Linked DNA regions of Rattus norvegicus: all the other regions are linked to region 3. A link is a contact called in public Hi-C data. All regions are on one chromosome and are shown on one strand. The core of a region is the stretch at or near the end of the contact, and the rest is flanking DNA. Distances in the headings are between cores, read along the strand shown.

Region 1 (2,700 bases), core at 42-2,541, 890 kb before region 3:
AAACAGGACTCCAAGGCCTATGAAAGAGAGGAAATTGGGGGGAAGGATCGAAATGTCACTGAACACACGTGTCTCAGTTATGTTAAACAGCTAAAATTCATGGTCACACCCTTACACCCCTGAAGAGTGCTACCAGGAGACGGGAAATGATTGAAAGAGCTTGTACGGGGTCACCACAGAAGGGTTATTTTTAAGAGTCTTAAAATTTAAATGCACAATTACTTTGCTCTTGGAGGAGGTTATCAACCCCCGAATGCCTTTAGCCCCATGTTTAATCAAATCCTCACTCGTGCTGAGAGACAGAGTTCAAGCACGGGTGAACGCACGATCCTTACTTAGTCACTTGGTGACGTTATTCCGTGTTTTAACAAAGTGCCCTGGACCTGAAGTGTGCAAACCTGTCTAGTGGCTTAGATCCGCCTTTGGGCCTCTCTGAGCTGCGTGTGGACCTGATTCCAAGAACCCTTGCCTATGGGACACAGCAGCTCAGCACCCTGAAGCTTCATGCTGGGTGACTCCAATACCCTGGAGCCAGAAATGGTGGATCCTGCCTACGTGTCTTCACCTGAAGTGCGCCCTCATATTTTGCCAGCATGTCTCTCTCTCTCCTTGGCTGATATTTGGGGCACTTTCTACTTGAACTGTCTGGGCTGGACTGACTCTGTGAAGCAGTTGCTTGCTTTGAGTTACAACTGTGCTGTAAACTTCAAAGGCTCGGGCTTGGTCTCTTCCCCTCCACTGCACCCCCACCTCCGGACTGGGTTCGGCCCCTTAGGGACTGGCCAATGGCAAACACGCTCTTCATGTGAGCTCTGTGGCTATCTCTTCCCTTTATCCAGGGTTGTTATTCCAGTACCCCATAATTAGCTGCTAGAAATAGATCCCATGTGGCCTTGCTTGGGCGAGGTACGCCTGGCGGAGCGGCTGGCCTCTGTTGAAATCACATTCCCAGTGAATGCTGCCCTTGTAGGAGACTGAGTACTTACATTACACAGTGTTCTCTCCACCCGTGACCTCCACCAGCAGTTCACCGCAAGCACCCGGGGCTCATTCCGCCAGGAACACTCCCCAAGAATATGAAAAGTTAATACAGAGACAACCCAAGAGACAGCGGCATCTTCCCGTAAGGGTGACATTTAATGTGGGACAAAGTAGTTCACGCTCTGAGAATCTTCGGCACACGATCATGCGGAAATTTGAGTGCAGACTATTTGTTTTATTTATAGACAGAGTTATGGTGTTTCAACAAAGGGACGGCGCAGGCCTGACAGCTTCCCGTATGACATGCGCTGTGTGCCTGTGTTTTGGGCCTTACACAGAAAGCCTCTTCGGGCTGGGAAGGGAATAAGTTGTTCCACTCTCTTGCAAATGTCATCCTTCATTAGCTACTTGCACCTGTCCGGCAGCAGTCTCTCTCCCAGTGGGGATGCGAGCCCCTTCTAGAAGCCATCATCTCCTGAAATAAAGCAAGAACAAGTAGCAGCCTGTGTTAACTTTCTGTTTTGCAGCTTTGGTCTGGCATGGGTACTTACTCTCTTTCTGATGTTTCTTGCTCAAAGTGGTACCACTTAAACTTTGAACCAAATATTTTTTATTTAGTTACAATTCAAATCTTAAGTATTTAAAGGACTTCTTGATTCGGTCCCTTGCAGGGGAGATAGAGTAGGAAATGAAAAATAAAGGAGTTTAAGGAAAAAAAATCATCTAGACTGCAGATCCATCAAAATACGGCTTCCTTCAAACATCACCATTCTCCTAATTGTAGAAATTGCTTTTTGCAAAATTCAGCCTGTCATCTCAGGAGAGCTAATTCATTTCCATTTACCTCCAACTTTACTTTCACATTTTCTCTTTTCCACACTATTTCCTTTAATGGAAAATTGGCATTTGTGAGTTGTCAACCATTTTAGGCAAACCATCAAATCTTTCAGTATTTTTAATGTGAACCCTATCATTTGATGGTTATTTCATAAAAATGCTCTTTGGCTCCTTGTGTATGGCAACCCGCATCCCTTCTCTTGGTGAGATATAAAAGCACACACATGATAAGACCCAATAATAAGATCTCAGCACAGATTTCCCTCACGGCAACATTCCTGAGCCATAATCACACACTTAGGCTGCATCGCCCTAATGGCCGGACTATGTCTCTGGCTTGTTATTTGTGGAGCCATCTTAACCTTGAACTGTCTTAGAGTACTTCAGAGTCTGTGCTGGGGGACAGAGCCCCCTGCTGGAAGTGTTGGGGGCTTGACTTCCCACTGGGCCAAAGGTCAGTCCAGAAGCCTGGAGTCCAGTAGGCAGCGTGGATCAATGAAATCTGGATTATTGTTTCAAAAATGCATCCCTTCCTTTTGAAACCTTTCTGAGGAAGAAAAACATAGGCCCTTTTAAATCAGTCACCCTCTGCTTGGCTAATTAGTGATCCCTAGGAAAATATTTTTTATGTTGATAGTAGTCACACATCAAAGTGTTTTCTCTCAGGTAAATGTTAGAAATGATGGATCCAGCATGATGAAATGGAACTTTTTAGTGTACTTGAACTATGCAGCGTTGGCCAAGTGAAACACTTCCAACGAACACCTTTCTCTCAATTCGTTTGGCGGTGGGCTTTTGCCTTTTTCCAGTACTTTTTAAAAATTGCTTGTTGATGTTTTTTGTTTATTTTTGCGTGTGTTCTTGCTTTCCGGGGCTTTCCAT
Region 2 (2,700 bases), core at 15-2,514, 760 kb before region 3:
ACCAGCTGCTTGGAACCAAATGAAGAATTGATTTCCTTTTAATCAAGCTCTACCCTTGCAGAGGAGATGAACACTAACAGCGGGTTCAACAGTGGTTGACTCTTACAATACAGACCTAGCGGGGAACAGGAGGGAGAGCTGTGCAGACTGTGGGTGTGAAGATCCTGTAGGAGACCCAGAACTGAAAAACTAAAATAAAGGTTGGAGGCATACCCCTTGCCTAACATGTACAAGGCCAAGAGTTGAATCCCCAGCCCTTCATAAAGTAGAAGAGCAGAAATAAGAACTGAAAGTGGTGCGTTCCTTTAGTGTTAAAGTATCTCCAATATTCTGTAGCTACTTAAACTTAGTCACTCCCGGTGGTTTGAGACCTTGGTGTAAGCTGTTCTTAATCCTAACAGTGATTCTATGAGGTGTAGGTATCATCTCACATTGCATATGAGGAAGCCAATGCATAGGTTAAAATGGGACAACTGGTAAACCAAGATGCCTCTATCTATGGCGTTTTCCTTCACTCCACTAATACAACTCTAGTGGGGGACATTTGGAGAGATGAAGGCAGAAGGGAGTGAGGAAGTGGAGGGGTGGAGGAGCTTGCAGACCAGATCTCCAATGACAAGAGGGGCAGGGGACCAAGGGGCTTATTCAAAGACTGTCATTCTAAACCTCATTTATGGATGCAAAGGGGATTTCCCCCTGCCGGGTCCTGTCTGATTCAAGATATGCAGTTACCAGCATGAGGACTTGGAGGATGGTGTCTATCAAAGGCATGGGTGTTGTGAGTCTTCCCTCCCAGAACACGAGGCATGCCAGAGCCAGTTTCTCTAAATAACAGGGAACAGTGGGAACTGTGTGGAATCTGAGACTATGAATGTAGCAGAGTAGCTGTGACAGTGTGTCGTCCTGTCAGTGAAACCCAGCTGCACAAACACAGACATGGCAAGACTGTTCAAATAGTCACATGTGTGAAACAGTCTTAAAGGTGGTGACAGTGTTTATATGGAGAATGGCCAGGGGAGGGAGGTCATTCGGTGTTAACTCATAGCCACAGGCACTCAGTCTTGTCCTGTTAGCTAGCTTCCATAGAAACAGGAGGGGCTGGATATTATGGACCAGGAAACTGCAAGGTTAAATGTAATCAGAAATCAGCTCCTGCTTGATCAGGAGACTGAAGGTGACAGTGACTGGGAGCCAGTCTGGATGAAAGAAAGGCAAGCAGGGGCCTGAGATCTAACCCCATGAACTAAAGGGCCACCATCATGGAGAAGAAAGATTCCAGCCCCACTTGGAGCTCCAGAGGTCAGAACTGGCTTCTCGGGGAGAAATGAAGAAGGGCTTTCACTTGGTAACAGGGAAGAATGTTTTAGCAATTAAAGCTGCCCAGTGACCGAATGGGCTGCCTCAGACAGTTGGAATGGGAACCATGACCTACTTTGAGAAAATTTAATTACCAGGGAATGCTCAAGTGCTCAGCTCATTTCCGTTTCCTTCTCAAGAAGTTAAAAGTAACGTTGAGCCGTGTTTACCAATATTTGATCTTGTGACAGTGTCTTTCTTAGATTGTGTGATTGGTTTGGATGCTACAGCTTAAGAAATCTTTAAAGCATAAGCATGGGGATCTTTGGTAGACTTAGGTGTGATGGTCTAGTGGACAGATACCAATGTTTATTTGTTAAGAAAAACATGGGGTCACTGATACAAGCTACTATTTTTCGAGGAAAGTTGACATGGAGATCGAAAAAGGCCAAGCATGGTGGCAATACATTTGTAAACCTAGCACTACGAGCCTGAGGTAGGGGAGTAGGAGCCAAACACTAGTCATGGCTATGTAGTGAGATTAAGGTGAGTCTGGGCTACAGAGAGGCTGTTTTAAAGCCAAATCAACAGAAACATAGAAATGCTTCTGACCTCATACATCTCTCCCTGTTCTACTGTTGTAACTGATTGCCCGTTTCTATTCTAGATGTTCATTTTCTTCAGGATGGTAATTCTGTCCATCTCCTGTAACACACCGAACCACACTCACCATTCAGTTAAATTACTGTTTAAATAGTAGAATGAAAAAAGTTTGTTAAATGTATCCAAGCAGAATGTAAGCAAACTGATATAATAAAGGAATAAGAAAATGTTTCCTGAGGCTGTAATGGATTTGCATACTAGCATATAGTTTAGTTTTAGTGCAGGGTGTTTTTCCACAGTCAACTTACATCCCTGTGGCTTGTAATAGCAGATGCTACAGAGTGTGCAGGCTGTGACCTTGGTCATACAGATGTGGAATTGTGGTTCTCCGAAAGAACTGGGAGGGCAAAGCAGCCTTGTCAGATAGTGTGGGATTAGGGAGAGGTGGGGCACCTCAGCTTGGTGAGCTGTGATCTTGGACACTGCCATGTTCTCAAGGGTACTAGGAAACAGTGTCCATTCTGAAGAATGAGAAATGCCTGAAGCCTGGTGTGGTGGTAATTCCAGCATTTGGGTGGCAGAGGCTGGAGGATCATGAATGGGATGCTAGACTGTGCTAGGTAAGGAGATAGCATTTCGCTAAAGTATTGTTATTTGTGTGTAGTGAGAGCTCAGTTTGGAGAAAGCAGAGGAGATTGCAATGTACAGGAATATGTGCTCAGAACAAGGACGTGCACGTGCTGTCTGTTCTAATCTAGAAGAGCTCATTGAGCATCAGGCCATGGGCCAATCTCTCTTGCT
Region 3 (2,700 bases), core at 40-2,539:
TCCTCTCCTCCCCCTCCTTCCCCTCCTGTCCTCCTCACTCCTCCCCACTCCTCTCCTCCACCCTCTTCTCCTCCCCTCTCCTCCCCCACCTCCCCCTTTCCTCTTTTCCCCTCCTCTGCCCTCCCCTCCCCCTTTCTCCTCCCCTTCCCTGCACTCTACTCTCTTCTCCTCCCCTCTCCTCTTCATATTCCCCCATCCCTCCCTTCTGTCCAGCCCTATTCCCATTCTTTCTAGTCCCTACAAACAGGAAATACACCTCTATGGAGAAGCTAGCATCCAGATCTCCATGGTCACCACAGCTCTGCATCAGTACCACACTGATAACCATGCCCTGTTCCAATGCCCTGAAACCAGTGATTTGGGGGAGGAGGCTTAAATAAAACCCCTAGCCCATGATCACACTCGGCAAGCAGGGGAAGAAATGGACTCTGTAAAGATTTCTGAGCAAAACCCCTATTGAGATAGTTGAGAGTCAGTGCAAGGAAATAGTAGCTTAAATCCACAACAGGGGGATGACAGATTGTCCTTCCTCCTAAGGCTTTCTGGTCAGAGGACTGTGCCTGCCTCCTATATGCACTGTTTAAGTCTCCCAGATCCTCTTTGTAGATCACTCAGCCCTATGGTAGCACAGCTTGTCTTTGTTCGATCTGAATCCCGAGCTTGTCTGAAATGTTACAAGATCGGTGGGAATCAGAATGGGACACAGGCCTGTGGGTGGCTTTGGCAGTACGTGTCTCTATTAAGTAGACTCAATTTAGTACTGGGTAAAGGGAAAGACGAAATTAGAATCGTGGTTGGCAGAAATAGTCTCCATCTGGCACTGTAATTACACACTGTCTTGACCTGAGCAATCTTGGCTGTTCGAAATGCTGTTTCCTTTAGAAAGCAAATTTTAAAAGACGCTGTAAACCACAGGTTAGGAAATACATGGTTCCAAATATCCACCACACCTTTTAGACAAGGGAGTCGTATCCTGCTTTTCTATTATGGCTCTGTCTTTTGTAATTAAATGAACTCTCTAGTCACCCGATGAATGTCATTTCTTTACAGCGGGATAAACAGAAGAGAGAGATCTCCGGGTCTATTTTCGCCAGTGACATCAGACACTATTTCGATGGGGCTATGACTCAGTATCCTCCTTGGCGCCCTCACTCCTGAAGTTCTTTTAAGGGTGAGCCTGGGTTGCTGCCGGCATGCGGCATTTTCAGAGACTCATGGAGCTCTTTATATCAACCCTTGACTTCACCTTCGATGCCAACAGGAAATTGTATATGGCTCTAATCTCCCCAGCACAGCGCTGCCAGGAAGCTGGGTTCTGTATGGTGTGATGGCGCCACCTACTGGCCGCATGTGTCCTCCTTTAGCTTTCTTCGGTTTTATTTTTGTTGTTCTGTTCCTGTATTCCATGTGTCCTCTAACTCCACAGAGACTTTGTTTTTAGCTTTTCTACTTCACAGCTACAGCAAGACGGACTATAATCAAACAAAATCACCACCTCATCCTCTGCTCTTAGGTTCTAAGATCTTACTGCTGATGGGAAAGTCACGGGTAGACACCAGGTTGATGTGATGACTCTGTCCTTGAACCCTGCCCTACATGGTCATCCAAGCAGCCTGACGATACCAACAAGGACTCCCTTCCCTTGCCTTAGCCCTGAGACTGTGAAAACCCTCACTAGACCCCAAATGTCCTTCCCACTCCCTCAAAGGGCTCCTGCACTCATAGGCATGCACACAAATGGATTGCTTTTAAACAGAAAATGACACTGACTGTCACTAAACGTAACAAGTGCCTTGTGTACGTGTCATTGGAAGCACAAGCTGAAATTAGCCTGTCAGAATCTTACTTTTCCGGATGCCAGTGTGTCGTGTGGCAGACTTAGCTCAAGAGAATAAAGAGAAGGCTTGTCAGAGAGCTTCTCCTCTCCATTCTATTGCTTTGTGTGCCTGGTTTAATTCTAACGCTTTCCATGCTTTGAGGGGTAGGGGTGTGTGTGTGTGTGTGTGTGTGTGTGTGTGTGTGTGTGTGTGTGTGTGTGTGTTTCCCTTCCAAACTTCAAAATGATCACTGGGGGGAGGGGAGTTGGGGGTGAAATTGCCATTTTCCATAAAGTCCCAGATGCTTTTTCCCCATTTACTTTATCTCTGCAAATGAGAATTTATCAAAGGCTAAGCCTTAGTCCTTTGTGATAAAAAAAAAAAAAAAACAAAGTATGCCGGTGGAAAAAAAATATGTAATATTCACATTGCTGCTGGAAAGATCAAAGCTTTAAGGATGCTGACCAGAATGACTAATTTCCCGTCAGCTCTGAGGCTTCAGGACACCATTGAGCTCTTCTCAGAAAGCGAGGTGTTAGAGACATGTGTCTGAGAGCGCTGTTCCGGGTCTCGCTCTGGTATGTTACCCCCATCTGGCCAAGGACAGCTTATAATCTGACCCTTCCGAGGGCAGCTTCAATGCACACTACTCACAGGAAGGTCTGCTACAGATCTAAAGCCGCACCCATGGGCGTGTCTACAGCCAGATGTGTACTGGACCCCCACATGTTACAGACTGAGATTGCTCCAGAATCGACTCTCAAGTTGAGCTAGTCGGTTTTCTGCCAGGAGAAACTAAAAACCACAGCAACAAAAGGGTTTGTTCGAGCTTGTATTTACACTCCTGGCTTTTGGAAAATGGTGGTTGATCCTGTCCTCGTTG
Region 4 (2,700 bases), core at 167-2,666, 590 kb before region 3:
CTGAATAACTGGGTCCCCGCTGGCGGGGACAGGGGTACAAAAGTCCTTGTGCCTACAGATCACTAGAGAAACTAGGAATGTTAAACACACAGGACCTTTTCTCAATGGAGGAAATAAAATACCTGTTTCCTGCCCAGACAGCTGGGAGTGATTTTTGTTAATGACCCAATGACCTTTTTGCTACCAGTAGAGGCAGACCTCACCCAAATTCCCCTATCCCTTCAGGGAGATGTCTCATGCACTTTATTGCCTGGTGACCTCTGTGCTGTCTCAGTAAAGACCTCAGTTGATACTAGCTCTTTTAGCTATAGAACTCACAGTGATATGTACTTTGTAAAGGAGTTGCTATGTAGTAATACGTTAAGTTTTATTGTACACCTGGAACTGGACTGATTGTGGCTTAGAAACCCTTTTCCAAATTATACCGTGTTTTAAATATGCCAGCAATGAACTGCCTGGCATTAGACTCCCTGAAAATTGATCCAGGTTCATGAGGTCAATCTGAACTGGGTTTTCATAACTATATCTTTGAGGACACCTACATGGACACCTGCAGGGCGGCCCTCACCTATTGCCTTCACCATGCTCAGTTCCCTTCTCAGTTGTCTCTGTGAGCATAATGACTTCCCACAGGCTGACTTGGCTCTTTGCAGATCTGAGCACTGAGCATAAATGACCAGAACACTGTCCATTCTAATGATTTGGGAACATGCTAGCCAATGTGGAGATTTTCTGCCTGAGCCTGCATACTGGTCTTTCTATGCTCTATCCTGTCAGGAGTCAGCTTCCTTGGGGGCTTTTAGTGCCAAACAGACAGAATGGGAGCTGTCTACAGGCATCCATTCAAATGTAAATGGACCTACCCACTGTTTTCCAAATTGAGAGGCACCCATACACAAATGTCCAATGCTAATGGGGGCTCTGAATTAGAAAAATATTCCCAAGTTAAATGGGTTTGGGAAATGCAACACTGGGTTGGGGAATTATCATGAGCAGCACACTAAATAGTGTGTGAGAGTCTTTACTGAAGAGTTTCATTGTGTCCCACACCCAGGACTTGCAAATTTATTTGGTGCCAGTGCCTCTTTGCTGATTAGAACTCATTAACATTTTACAGGACACTTGGATTCTGTTTATCTGGAGTTGAGAGGCCCAGAGACTTAGCTTTCTCATGGGTTTCTTCCTAATCTTATGCCTCAGTAGGCAATGGAAGACAGCCTTGGTGCTATTGTTTAATTATTTTCTTGTAATTCGGGGTCATTCAATGACATCAGAGGTGTTTGCTAGTGAGACTCAAGCTGTAAATATATCACCAACCCCCTGCAAGCTTCCTGGAAGCCCTAATCCCTTTGAGTGGCTTTTTCCAGACAGAGCCTGTCCTGTCTCTCCATTTAGCCTGGGGTAGATTCCTTAGATCTTACACCCTTCCCCTCTTAGCCCTCTGGATGGCTCCAGAGCTCCGGGCTTTGCTATGTCTGTCTCATGGGTCCATTTTTATCTGCCTGGACTGCCATAATTTCATTTCTTCACGGAGCTGGTCTGACTTCAGTGAACAGACAAAAGTGAAGTGCCCTTTGGTGCTTTATTTTTCTCTTTGCTTAGATATTGACAGGACTACCTAGGGAATCCATTTCCCTTATCAATATGAGTTCCATATTAATTCTTTCATTTAATGAATTAAATAAAACCCTGGGAGATCTGATTACAGCTCAAGAATGCCCAAAATGTAATCAGTAATAGAATTCATCTAATGACCAACATTTAATCTTGTGTCAAGAACTTTGTGACAGATGAAATTAAACAGAGGTTGGTGTTTCTATTCATCTCTGTGCCTATATAAGTGTGTGTGTGTGTGTGTGTGTGTGTGTGTGTGTGTGTGTGTGTGTTGGGAAAGATTAATTCAGAAGGTTGACATGTTTCAGGAGTTGTACTTTTTGAAACATCATTTATACTGAAAGAGTTAAAGGAAGAACACCAGTATGGACTGCTCTAGCAATCTATGCACATGCAGGGTTAAACGCGCGCGCGCGCGCACACACACACACACACACACACACACACACACACAGATCCACAGACATACATTCACACGCAGGAACACAATCACACACAAACAAACTCATGCACACTCACACAGAGATCCACGGGCATTCATACACATAAACACACACACATACATGAATGTATACACACACACACACACACATACATGAATGTATACACACACACACACATACATGAATGTATACACACACACACATACATGAATGTATACACACACACACACACACACACACACACACACACACACACACGAAGCCTTCATGGCATGGAAGTGAAGAGACATTTAAAAAATATTTTTAAATGTGTTTTTAATTTCATATATTGTAGTGTTCTTTAAACATTAATCTATTTAATTTTCAACACATGTGTGTGTACCTGAGACCATAACATATATCACACAAGCAACAAGTGTTATTAACCACTGAGCTATCTCTCTAGTCCCTGAAGGGATATATTTTGGGGATAAACTCAAGTTACCAAAGTAAAACAAACTATGAGGCAGAGAAAATTTTGTATTAATTTCTTTGTCTCTTCTGGCTTCCTAATTAAGGAACAGGCATGATATACTCCTGATGTCCATTCAAAGAAGTCCTGTGGAAAATGGAGAATATCTAACAGGATGAGATGCTTCACTCA

What was found. Hi-C and Micro-C count contacts between places; a contact is called where the count stands out from the background.
Region 1: a contact with region 3 is called in a Hi-C map of Schwann cells, with 8 times the contacts expected there. The contact joins two enhancer-like sites. A contact is called at or near these places in 1 of 12 Hi-C or Micro-C datasets (Schwann cells) and 1 of 1 datasets of contacts at active chromatin or transcription factors (oligodendrocytes).
Region 2: a Hi-C map of Schwann cells shows a contact between it and region 3, with 10 times the contacts expected there. The contact joins two enhancer-like sites. A contact is called at or near these places in 3 of 12 Hi-C or Micro-C datasets (the A7r5 cell line, Schwann cells and frontal cortex) and 1 of 1 datasets of contacts at active chromatin or transcription factors (oligodendrocytes).
Region 4: a Hi-C map of Schwann cells shows a contact between it and region 3, with 12 times the contacts expected there. The contact joins two enhancer-like sites. A contact is called at or near these places in 1 of 12 Hi-C or Micro-C datasets (Schwann cells) and 1 of 1 datasets of contacts at active chromatin or transcription factors (oligodendrocytes).

The regions. Positions count from the first base shown.
Region 1 is chr1:53,368,415-53,371,114 of GRCr8, forward strand. No RefSeq gene overlaps it. Among named protein-coding and RNA genes, the nearest start is that of Pabpc6, 220 kb to the right of the region's middle. Within about 2 kb of position 1,292, at least 12 of the 93 cell types and tissues checked have an H3K27ac peak or open chromatin away from gene starts, as enhancers often do. A contact at or near this core is called in Schwann cells, where this site is marked.
Region 2 is chr1:53,506,172-53,508,871 of GRCr8, forward strand. No RefSeq gene overlaps it. Among named protein-coding and RNA genes, the nearest start is that of Pabpc6, 85 kb to the right of the region's middle. Within about 2 kb of position 1,265, at least 9 of the 93 cell types and tissues checked have an H3K27ac peak or open chromatin away from gene starts, as enhancers often do.
Region 3 is chr1:54,263,267-54,265,966 of GRCr8, forward strand. No RefSeq gene overlaps it. Among named protein-coding and RNA genes, the nearest start is that of MGC94891, 47 kb to the right of the region's middle. Within about 2 kb of position 1,290, at least 27 of the 93 cell types and tissues checked have an H3K27ac peak or open chromatin away from gene starts, as enhancers often do. A contact at or near this core is called in Schwann cells, where this site is marked.
Region 4 is chr1:53,672,830-53,675,529 of GRCr8, forward strand. The region is part of intron 3 of LOC120097713 (a long non-coding RNA gene); the gene reads left to right. Among named protein-coding and RNA genes, the nearest start is that of Pabpc6, 81 kb to the left of the region's middle. Within about 2 kb of position 1,417, at least 11 of the 93 cell types and tissues checked have an H3K27ac peak or open chromatin away from gene starts, as enhancers often do. A contact at or near this core is called in Schwann cells, where this site is marked.